Linked DNA regions of Mus musculus: regions 2, 3 and 4 are each linked to region 1. Evidence: chromatin contacts called from public Hi-C and capture Hi-C data. All regions are on one chromosome and are shown on one strand. The core of a region is the stretch at or near the end of the contact, and the rest is flanking DNA. Distances in the headings are between cores, read along the strand shown. Region 1 holds the start of Ago2 (argonaute RISC catalytic subunit 2). Region 2 holds the start of Col22a1 (collagen, type XXII, alpha 1). Region 3 has its middle 17 kb from the start of Col22a1. Region 4 has its middle 100 kb from the start of Col22a1.

Region 1 (2,591 bases), core at 36-2,535:
CCCGAGGAAGTCACTAGAAATTGACACATTGGGAAAACGTACAAATTTGGAGCTAAGATTTGCTGGGTTCCTCCACAGCGCTGAGCTGGGGGGTGGGGGTGGGGGGGGGGTTCCCAATCTGGCAGGAGGCTGCCGCTGGCCATTTCGCAGGGACCTCCAGGCCCCAACATCTGTCCCTAGGACCCGGGCACCTCCCAAGCGCAAGGTTAAAAGGGTCTTCAAATCGTTGGGAAGCCTTTTAACGCATTTACAAGTTGGTCAGTGGGCATTCGAGGAGCCCTGTGACATCAGGAGCGGAGGCGCACTAGGCTCCGGAGCAGGCACCATAGGGAACCCGGGAGGATCTGGGAGGCTTCCAGACCCCACAGTGAAGAAGTCTGGGGAGGCCCCAGGGCCGAACCACTAGGTCAGGTGGGCAGCAGGGAGGGCCCGCGGGCGCCAAGTACAGCCTGGCGGACAAAGGGGTGCAGGCTGAGCCCGAGCAAGCGGCGGGGCAGCCGGGAAATGGAGCCACGTGCCTGGCGGGAGAAGGCGAAAAAGCCTCCCCAACACTTGTTTTCTCAACCCCGCGAGTAAACCGCCCTCCGCTCGGCTCCAGGAGCGGGGTGGGGAAATGCGTCCGTGTTTTTAAGTTTTCTGGAACTTTTCCAGAGAAACGGGCACGCTGGTGGGAAAGGGGTGCCACGGCGGCCACCCGCTCCGCTAGGAAATCGCAGGGCGATTAGCACTTGAATGGGGAGGGCGGCTGCCCGGCGTGAAACTGCGTCCAAGCGACCGATCGCGGTCCCGGGGCCCCGTGGTTCGGTTCCCGACCCGTCCAGCTCCCCGCCCCAGGCCCGCCGTGCTGGGCCCCACAGCTATGCGCTCGGGAACGGCGGGAGGAGCGCTGCGGGAGGACGGAGACCCGTTGCAGGCCGAGCCTGGGCCCCCGCACACGTCCCGGTGGCGCTGCTCGGGTGCACTGGGCCTCCCGGCCCCGAGGCCCTGCCCGGCCGCCCCGAGGCTACGCCGCGGCCCCACAGGCCCCGCCGCCCTCGCCTGCCCCGCCCGCCAACCGCCAACCGCCGCGGCACGAGTGCCGGGCGCCGCGCGGACTCACCGGGGCCGGCTCCCGAGTACATGGTGGCGTTGCCGAGGGCCGCGGCCGAGGGCCGGCCGCGCGCTCCACGGGCCCCGACGCCGCGAGCCGCGAGGAGCCGCCGGCCGCTCGATCCGCCCCGGCGCGGCCGCCTCGCAGAACAGGTTTACCCGACGCGGCCGGGGCGGCGGGCGGAGGCGGCGGGAGCGGAGGGGGAGGGGAGCGGGAGGAGGGAGGGGAGGAGGAGGGGCGAGAGGGACGACGAGGGAGGGGACGGCGGGGAGGGAGGGAAGGAGGGGACAGCGGGGAGGGAGGAGGCGGGGAGGAGGGAAGGTGGCAGGGAGAGAGGGGGGCAGGGGAGGAGGCTGGAGGCGGCGCGCGCCGGCGGGATGGGGGGGGGGGGACTCGCTGTGGCGGCCCCCCGCGTGCTTGCCCTGAATGAGGGACCCCAGAAGCGACCCAGGGCACGCGAGCCGAGACCTTCCCTGCGGCCGAGCGAGGCGACGTCTGGTTTCCGGGCGCGGCCAGCCCGGCACTGCGACCAGAGTCGGAGTCCTCCCGCGCCGAGTGGCAGAGCCTCGGCCGCGTCCCGCCACGCACCCGCCCCTGCACCTCGGCCTGGCTCTTTAAGTTATTAACGAAACGGCGACGGGAAGCTAGCTCCCCACCCAGAGCTTGAACTTGGACGCGGCCAGACCCGTGCGCGTGACCACACCGCCACCTCCCGGCGCGACTCCACAACCTAGATAATCCTAGCAAAGCACCAAGGAAGCCCAGCAAGTTCAGGATTAAATTTTATCAGCTGTCAGGGAGCAGATCTGGTCGGGGCTTCCCGCTTTCTGGCCTCCGAGCCCCCAAGTTCTGCTCTGAGGCCTGCTAGACCAGCATGCTCTGTGCACGTATGTCCCTTCTTCACTTGTTGCTGGCGTGTGCTCCTAGTCCTGTCCAGCTGCCTCTGGAACCTTTCTATAGAAGAGGCGGGTGTGTCAGCTCCTGCCTCGCCCTGCAGGCTTTGCAATGTCTTCAAAGCCCATACTGAGAACCCAGGCCAAAGACAAACAGGGTCCTACTGCAGGGACCCCAGGATCGGGGTAGGCTCCATATTCTGTGTAGTGCTCAAAGATAGTCCCAGGAACAAGAAAAGCAGCTCTCCTTCCAATAAAGGAGGAGGAGGAGGAAACTAGACACAGCATTGCAGGGCTGCCATTCCAGCTAGCCAGAAGTCGAGGGAGGCGGATGGCAACCGTAAATCTAGTCTAGGATACATAGAAGAAAGACTTGCCCCCACCCCTCTCCCAAGTGATTGACACAAATGGGTAATCAATCATACCTAGCCCTTGCGGTACCAATACTTTGGTACTTTAGGGATGGAGACAGGATTTGCTGAACTCAGGAGTCATCTTGGCTCAGAACCAGTCAGGGTAACACAGAACTAATGGGGATGCGGTGAGGTGGGGGGGGGGGGGAGGTGGTGTTCGGCGGGAGGCGGTGTTAGACTTCACTCAGCAGTGGA
Region 2 (2,591 bases), core at 63-2,562, 1.2 Mb before region 1:
GGGTACAACCCTTAGCTGAGGGCATCCACCATAAGGAAACTGTATAAAAGAAAGAGTATAAGTCAGAGCTGAGCCCACACATAGCTGATCACTAACCTCCAAGTAGCTTCTGTCTCTAACAGATCAGAACCCTGCAGAAGAACTTCCTAGGGTAAGGTGGACTAATCCAAAAGGGATCTTTGGTTTTCTAGCCTTTCCCCAGACGCATGTCAGTAAGAGGAGCCAGAATGACCCATGTAGACAAAGAAGTGCCAACACAGAGCAAAGTGTCTGAAGGATGGTGATAGTGATGTCTGGGGACATCCCACATGCCAGAGAAGCACGTCTGCCTGTTACCGCCGAGTCTGTCTACACACAAACCAATCCAAGTTAAACTTCATTGAAGGAGACATGAAACCCTGGTCTGCTATAGAGCATGATATTCAGAAGCAAACAGACTAAGGTACCTCTCTGGTCTCAGGGATGGACAACAGCATGCTCAAATAGGAACAACAAAAAAAAAAAAAACCTAAATTCAGAGCAAGAAGGCAAAGCCCCTTGCCCATCAATACCAAATCAAAAAGAGGCTCTTCTTCCTACCTCCATTCCCCCATGGTCCTTTTCACCCCACCAGAGGCTGGCACATCCCAAACAGCTCTAAAAACCAACTCCAGTGGGCTCTGATGATGGCTACTGTGTCACAGTGCTCTCTGCCTTCTTGGACAGCTCCTAAGAAGCAATCAGGTACATACTAGAGATTTCATTTCCCCTGAGGCTAAAGAAAAGTTTGTTTTCCTTCATATCAGAGGCTCCCCAAAGGTCTTCAACAGGAAGCTGGCCAGGGATGCCAGGAGCACTATAGCTAGCTCTCATGCTCCCTCGTTCCTCACTGGAACCTCTGACCCTCCAACACAGGCAGCTGAGAAAACTGGGCCTTACCTGCTAGGATGATGTTCAAGGGATCCAGCCTGGGCTTGTGTCCTGGGATCAGAACTACTGGAAGCAGGGTTCAGGGAAGATCCCAGTCTCAGGCAGTCCCCTTCTGGGATTCCCCTGTAGCATACAGACACCCTGCCTGCCACTGAAAGAAGTCCTAAAATGTGGGAGTCTTCCCCTAGACCATGGGTCCAGAAACAGAGCTAGCTTTCAAGGCAGCAGTTGGAGGGAAAAGCTGAAAGTTACAGAGAAGAATGGCAAGTGTGTGAGAGAGGGCAAAGCAGAAAAGGGCCAAGCGGGTCCTCAGGGAGAAGCCACAGCCCTCTCCAGCCTGTGCTGTCCAGGAACAAAGCTGCCCTAGGCCTCCCCAGGGGCTCACTGGCCGGTCTCTGGGTTTCCCCGGCTAAGAGCTCCCGGCACAGGGGAGGAGCCGGGAGTGGGCGGGGTCGTGAACACGGGCTGGGGCGGGGCTAGAGGGGGAGGGCTCAGCCTTAGTCCCTTTGGGTGTCTAGAGGGCGGGGCCTAGGCTGATGGAGATCCGTGACCCTAGAGGATACACTCTGAAGGAGGTCAGGGCCACGACAGAGAAGGGGAGGAGGCAGGCGGCTGTGCAAATAAAGGTTTTGATGTGCTAGAGTCAGAGAGGCCTTGAGAAGCCCAGGAAAGCTTGAACAACTATCCAGTTAAGGACTTCACACTAGATATTTTGGTCCCTTTACAGAGAGCTCTGAAATAACCCACCGAGTTTAGAGGCAGCTGTTTGGGACCAGTTTGGAAAGTTTGTAGCACAGGGTTGGGGGAGGGGGCGTGTGTGCACAGTGCCCCTTGTCCAGTCCTCACACTTCTTGCTGAAACAGAAACATAAATACACTTAGCAGTGCCAGGGACTCTTTGCACGGGTAGCCAGCCCTCTTTAGGAAACTCTCACTGGAGCCTTGGGATAACCAAGGGCTATGACTCTGTTGTCCATCTCGGAGGAGAGAAAGAGCTTTGATCATCCACCAGTCCAGTGTCTCCATCAAGGCAGGGAGGGAGTCCAGGTAGGATTGCTGAGGTCACCAAGGGAAGAGCAGGAGCAGGTGCTGGCCCCGGATGAATGCCCTTCGACTTTTTCTTTCTGAGCACTGTTCCTAAAAATGGGCCAGGCAGGGTATTTTGAAATGGGCAAGATGAGAACATTGCTTAATTGGCAAAGTCCCTCCCACCCTACACTCAATCAGTCTCCTAAGCTGCAGACTGTCTTTATTTGGCTGCCTGTGTAGCAACATTTATAAACAGACACAACCAGGCTCCTCTGTGACCAAGGGACTCACAACAGCGCTCCACACCCTTTCCTTTTTCTGCTGTATGTTTCATCTACCCCTGTGGCAGTGTTAGGTGCTGGCTAAGTGGACCAGAGTCTGGGACAGAGTTGACAAGGTGACTAACTCTGTAGGCTTACTCACAACCTGGGGGATGGGGGAGGGGGGGGATGAGAATGACATAAGCCACTGTGTCTCCCATCCAGGTGGAAAGGGACAATGATAACCAGGTCAGAGATGTGTTGGGGCTTGTCCTGCTTTAGATATGGTAGTGAAGGGTAGACAAACTAGGAAAGTCTGTTGGGCAGCTGGGACAGCCAGCGCAAAAGTCCACCGAAAACGGACTTGGCAGCCATAATGGGGTTTCCCAAATGG
Region 3 (2,591 bases), core at 61-2,560, 1.1 Mb before region 1:
AGATCTCTCCTCTTCAGTTGTTCTTCCTGCTTTACAACCCTGGGGAGGAAGGGACTTTGCAAATCTGGTTTCAGGAACATCCTGAGGCTTGTGGGTTGTTTGATGTCTGGGTTTTAATGAGCCTCCCTTCAGAACTTTCTAGGCTTAATGAACTTCATTCCATGACAGAATGTTTCCATTTGAAGCAAAGTGCTCTACCACCATGATACTAGGAGGAGAGGGCCCATGTTGAGTGATGGAACAGTCAAGAGAAAGCCAGGTACCCCAGTACAGAGACTTGGAGGATCTAACAACTGGAGGTATATTGCTCTTATCTGAGGGCCCACTAGGCTACTGTGATGGTTTAAATAAGAATGACCCCCTGTAAACTCATATACTTAAATGTGTAATCACCAAGGTGTGAAGCTCTTTGAAAGGGTTATATGGATTAGGAAGTGTGGCCCTGTTGGAGTAAGTATCATTTTGTTGGAGGAAGTATGTCACTAGGGAAGTGGGTGTGCTTTGAGATTTTAAAAGCCCATGCCAGGCCCAGCACCTTTCTCTTCCTGCTGCCTGAAGATTAGGATGTAGAACTCTCAACTATTTCTCCAGTTCTACATTTGTCTGTGTGCTTTCTGCCATGACAATAATGTACTAACTTTTATAAGGAAGCCCCTAATTGAATTCTTTCTTTTTTATAAGAGTTACCTTGGTCATTGGTCATGGTGTCTCTTCACAGCAGTGACTAAGGTAGCCTTCTCTGGTTTCCTATAGATAGATGTCAATCTCAGACCAGCCCAAGCCCTAAGAGGGGTCACATTCCATGGATTGCCACAAAGGGCCAGACCAGTACAGAGAGGGGTGAAAGATCTTTTCTAGAGTCCCGTCCAGACCAGGGCTGCATATGTATGGCTCTGTCGGGATGATTCCTGGTGGGAGAGCGCCCCCTGGTGCCAGTAGGAGTAATGGTTCCTGACTAGAGCTGTGACCTCTTCCAGGGTTGTGATCTCAGATTTCTTCTACTGTGTGATCATGCCTGTGGTGTCTGCAAAGCAGTGATTTCCCCGGGGGGTGGGGGTGGGGGGCGGCTGGGGGAAAGAGGGGAAGGGACAGTTCCAAATAGCAGAGGAAGGGAGGTTAAACACTTTAAGATCCGGTGTCCTCTCACCCAGGGCCTTTTCTAGAAGCCCCTTTTGTCTCACCCCCTCCAGTTGCCCTTTGGAGGTCTGGGTCTCTGGGAGTAGTATTCAGGCTCAGGATGTGTCCCGGGTCTGCATGAGCCACAGTCAGTGGACTCTCTCAATCTTGTTCACACATACAGCAAAGTGCTTCTCACAATGGACACATTTCCAAATACGAGGCAGTTGGTGAATGGCTGCCCCTAGGAGTTGCCAGCATTTGCTTTCTGCACATTTCCACCACCCTGCCTTGCTTATTACGGCCCTAATTACTCTGTATGCCTGCATCTGCCTGCCCCTTTACAGACCAGAGGGAGCCATTCCCAGGCATAACCGCCAGCTGTAACCACCACCCAACCACAGCTCACTCGACATGATACCAGCTTAATGATCCGTGTATGGCCACTTTCAGGCTATGCCCACCAGGGGTTTATGAAGCTTACACAACAGCTAAACCAGCCAATGAATTTCTTCCCTTCATGGACCCCTCAGGGTCTCAGCAATAGGCTACTTTAATACAGACATCTAAGGGACATTTGCATGGGGTATACCAGAGAGGAAAGGTTTGGTTGCACTTCTGACTTTGGATAATTAATTCTATAGTCCATTCTGCTGGGCTCAGAGATGTGTGGTCAAATATTATTCTGGAAACTTCTCTGAGGAGCTTTCAAAGGGCATCATCATTTAAGCCCATTGATGTTGAGAAACACACACTGTTCTCTCTCTCTCAAACAAGCTGACTCATCCAGTCGAAGTCTGAATGAAGCAACAGACCGGCCTTCCCTAAGCAGATGATACTTCAGTCTGATGGCCTGTGGGACTTGAACATTCGCTTCTTCAAAGTTTCTAGCGCGCACACACACACACACACACACACACACACACAAACACACACAGGCCCAATGAGGCTGAGAATGTTTTGATCACCCTGACCTTCACATGCCATCAGGGAGTCCTTGGGCTCCCTCTGCTGGACAGAAGGAAAATCTTCACTTGTTTTCTGATCTTGGCCTGCCAGGTACCAGGGCCACTTGCCTGCCCTTCTACCATATTTGAACCTTCTTCAGTGCATCTGCCTCTGGAGTCTCTTGTATGAGCTATGCAGGCATGAGAAGAGAGAATGTCTCTGGATTCTTCATCTCTGGAGCTGAGAGAACAGAGACCTGAGATGCAGAAAGGTAGAAGAAGGAATCGGGGCCTACAAGGCAATCTTGTTCCATTTATCACATTCTGCAGTGGTTCCCAGGAAGTGACACAAGGACCAGGTAGAGGATGCATTGAAGGCCAAGAAGAGCCCAAAGTCCTGAATCCCATGCCAGGCATACCCTTTCTGTTGCTTAGATTGGGGTCACCTCCCACCTGAGCTTCTATTTTCTGTTTGTCAGTAGTCTTATATCTCCCCTATGGTATGTGCACAATCTTGTCTCCATGATG
Region 4 (2,591 bases), core at 39-2,538, 1.1 Mb before region 1:
AACACCATGGTCACGACAACTTAAGAAGGAAGAGTTGATTTGACCTATAGTTCCAGAGGGATACGAGTTTATCCTATGGTGGAAGAACAGTACCCAACATGGATGGAAGTAGGAGAAGGAAGCTGAGAGATCATATCTTCAAATGCAAACAGGAAGTTAAGGAGCAACATGAAAGTGGTGCAGGCCATTAATTCCAAAGCTCAACCCATAGTGATGTACTTCCTCCCGCAAGGATATACCATTAGCCTTTGGAAAGACAAGAGGTGGATGCAGCTACATCTCACTCTGGGGTACCTATTTAAATACAAGAAGTGGGTGTGATGGTTAATGTTGATTTTCAACTTGATAGGATTTATAATCACCATGGAACCAAACCTTTGGGCATGTCAGTGAGGTATTATCAAGATTAGGTTAATGGGTGTGAAATAAACCATACTAAATGTAGTAGGTATCATTCCATGGGCTAGATACCTAGAAGAAAACTATCTGGGCACATGCATTCTCCACTCTTTGCTAAGCTCTTCACTGGGCATGCGATGTGCCTAGCTGCCTCCTGCTGCTATTCTCTTCCCACCAATGGTGGGCAATTACTTTGGAAATGTAAGCCAAAATAACTCTTCCTGCCTTGAGGTGTTTTTGACAGGTGTTCTGTTTCAGCAACTAAACAGGTAACTACTAGAAGCATCCATACTCCTTTAAACACCAACATTGTATGAGTCTGTAAGTACAATCAATCAGCATGCAAAAGAATACACAATAATTAATAGAAATTTTATCTAGTCGAGAATCTTCCTAAGGCTGAGGGTATATGAGGAGGAGACAATGTCGTGTTCTTAAATATACCTTCTTTTTTTCAATCTGAAATTTATTTGAACAAGTAAAAAAAAATGGATATTTTGAACCAGGAGGTCAATTATGCTAGAAAGAATGCACACTTTTATACTTTAACCAAACATTAGAGTTAACAGTTGGCATTACTGATTATTTAAAGGGGATTTTACCTGGTTGTCTGAGTGTTCCTACCTGCCCTTAATGCTCCCTAACACACAGCAAAACAAGGGGTGAGGCAACATCAAAGCTTCCTTCTTTCTTTTCATATACTTCAGTTGTTTAACATCAAAAGGAAAATGTTCTGATGTGCAAGCCCAGAGTTTGCACCATCCCCACTTGTAGACGAGACTTGGGAAAGTTCATTTCCTTTCTTCAGTCTGGGTTTCACTGCTCAGAAAATGAGGAGCTTGAATCGGATGCGTAGTTTCAGCTTAGCCTCCTACCACCTCGGCCATCCATTGCCGGGGTGAGTCACCTCATCTTAATCAGCTTATCGTGTCTGAGAATGATGGAAAGTACCACTCGAGGATGACCTCAAATAACATTTTATGAAAGCACAAAGAGCAATATTGTCCCTAGTAGAACCTCAGCACAGAGTCCTGGGAGCACAGGGACTCTGGTTTAATAAAACCATTGCTTCTTGCACGGCTTCATTTTGGATTGACACTTTATCCTAGACAACATAGGATAGTTTTTGTATGTGTGGACAGCAGATAGGAAGGTGTTTTGGAGACAGAAAATGTGGGAACTACATCTTCTTAAATTTAATAAATCTTGCTTAAATTTTAGTTCATTCTAATACCAATCATTCCTTCTATCTGAATGTGGACTCAAGTTCAAAAATTAGATATTAAGAGTTTAAAGGTCATTGATGTATTCATATTACACCTTGGTGCGAGGAAAAAATGAACCCACTATGTGGTGGCATAAATGTGATAGAGGTAACACATGAGGAAAGAGAGACTCAAGATATTTATACATTGTGATGCTACATTTTAAACACCAGCAAAGGAACACATGTCATGTCTGCTTTCTTTCAATAACCAAGTTCTGATTAAGCACAATCTTCCAATAATGCAAAGCCATACTTTCCTGGTGGCTCCCTAAATAGATGGTAAAGGTTGACTTTCAGATTATTAAATTTGTGTGACATAATATAATGACTAGAAAACCAGAGATGGAAAATGTGTCCCTCTCTACCAGATGAGCCCAGCTATTTTTTCCCTAGTTCAGTCTCAGAAGCATCTTATGTTTCCATTCTCATCTTTACTGCCCTATTAATTGACAATCATTCCTGGAAGGGGATTTGAGTGACTTTTATGGGGCAATTGTGAGTCTACCATTCTCTTATTGTTCTTCAGTTCCCACCATGAGATCATTTCCTGCAGCTGTCAGTAAATACATTGAATCTAATCTGGATGGTAGCCTCAGGATTTCCTACAGTTTCCTCTGATTAGCAAAGCGAAGCACTGCTGGTCCCTGTTCTGGGCAGGAGCATCAGAAGTGGAAGGAGAAAGGTGACAGCATAGTGGACAGAGAGCTAGCTTAGGACAAAGAAGGCAGCATTAACACAATTCCATGCTAACAAGGAACTCCATGGACTCCATCTCTTACATGTTGATGGTCTTCAGGAATTAATACACAATGACATATGCTCAAAAGCAATTCTCTATGTCACTTCTCTTCATTTGTAATTCACGCAAAGACCTCAGGACTTCCTCAAATTAGAAGAATAAAATCTCCCAATTTAAATGGACCAC

What was found. Hi-C and Micro-C count contacts between places; a contact is called where the count stands out from the background. Capture Hi-C pulls out chosen DNA fragments and counts their contacts.
Region 2: a capture Hi-C map of embryonic stem cells shows a contact between it and region 1, with 4 times the contacts expected there. The contact joins the promoter of Col22a1 here to the promoter of Ago2 in region 1. A contact is called at or near these places in 3 of 39 promoter capture datasets (embryonic stem cells, hippocampal neurons and stem cell-derived epiblast-like cells), 1 of 15 datasets of contacts at CTCF or cohesin (large pre-B cells), 1 of 484 Hi-C or Micro-C datasets (cerebellar granule neurons), 6 of 115 datasets of contacts at active chromatin or transcription factors (T-cell acute lymphoblastic leukemia, astrocytes, embryonic forebrain and 3 more) and 1 of 9 other capture datasets (embryonic stem cells).
Region 3: a contact with region 1 is called in a Hi-C map of the N1E-115 cell line, with 14 times the contacts expected there. The contact joins the enhancer-like site here to the promoter of Ago2 in region 1. A contact is called at or near these places in 9 of 39 promoter capture datasets (the 3T3-L1 cell line, 3T3-L1-derived adipocytes, the C10 cell line and 5 more), 2 of 15 datasets of contacts at CTCF or cohesin (large pre-B cells and stem cell-derived epiblast-like cells), 3 of 484 Hi-C or Micro-C datasets (the N1E-115 cell line, cerebellar granule neurons and cerebellum) and 7 of 115 datasets of contacts at active chromatin or transcription factors (T-cell acute lymphoblastic leukemia, astrocytes, embryonic hindbrain and 4 more).
Region 4: a Hi-C map of rod photoreceptor shows a contact between it and region 1, with 2.6 times the contacts expected there. The contact joins the enhancer-like site here to the promoter of Ago2 in region 1. A contact is called at or near these places in 2 of 39 promoter capture datasets (hippocampal neurons and stem cell-derived epiblast-like cells), 1 of 484 Hi-C or Micro-C datasets (rod photoreceptor) and 3 of 115 datasets of contacts at active chromatin or transcription factors (the NIH/3T3 cell line, embryonic hindbrain and large pre-B cells).

What each region holds. Positions count from the first base shown.
Region 1 is chr15:73,183,662-73,186,252 of GRCm38.p6, forward strand. Ago2 (argonaute RISC catalytic subunit 2) reads right to left here and starts at 1,286. Exons shown (of 19, transcript NM_153178.4): 1 at 1,100-1,286. The coding sequence starts at 1,121.
Region 2 is chr15:72,032,915-72,035,505 of GRCm38.p6, forward strand. Col22a1 (collagen, type XXII, alpha 1) reads right to left here and starts at 1,313. Exons shown (of 64, transcript NM_027174.1): 1 at 919-1,313.
Region 3 is chr15:72,049,526-72,052,116 of GRCm38.p6, forward strand. It overlaps a transcript of Col22a1 not described here. Among named protein-coding and RNA genes, the nearest start is that of Col22a1, 17 kb to the left of the region's middle. Within about 2 kb of position 1,311, at least 10 of the 459 cell types and tissues checked have an H3K27ac peak or open chromatin away from gene starts, as enhancers often do. A contact at or near this core is called in the N1E-115 cell line, where this site is marked.
Region 4 is chr15:72,133,118-72,135,708 of GRCm38.p6, forward strand. It overlaps a transcript of Col22a1 not described here. Among named protein-coding and RNA genes, the nearest start is that of Col22a1, 100 kb to the left of the region's middle. Within about 2 kb of position 1,289, at least 2 of the 459 cell types and tissues checked have an H3K27ac peak or open chromatin away from gene starts, as enhancers often do. A contact at or near this core is called in rod photoreceptor, where this site is marked.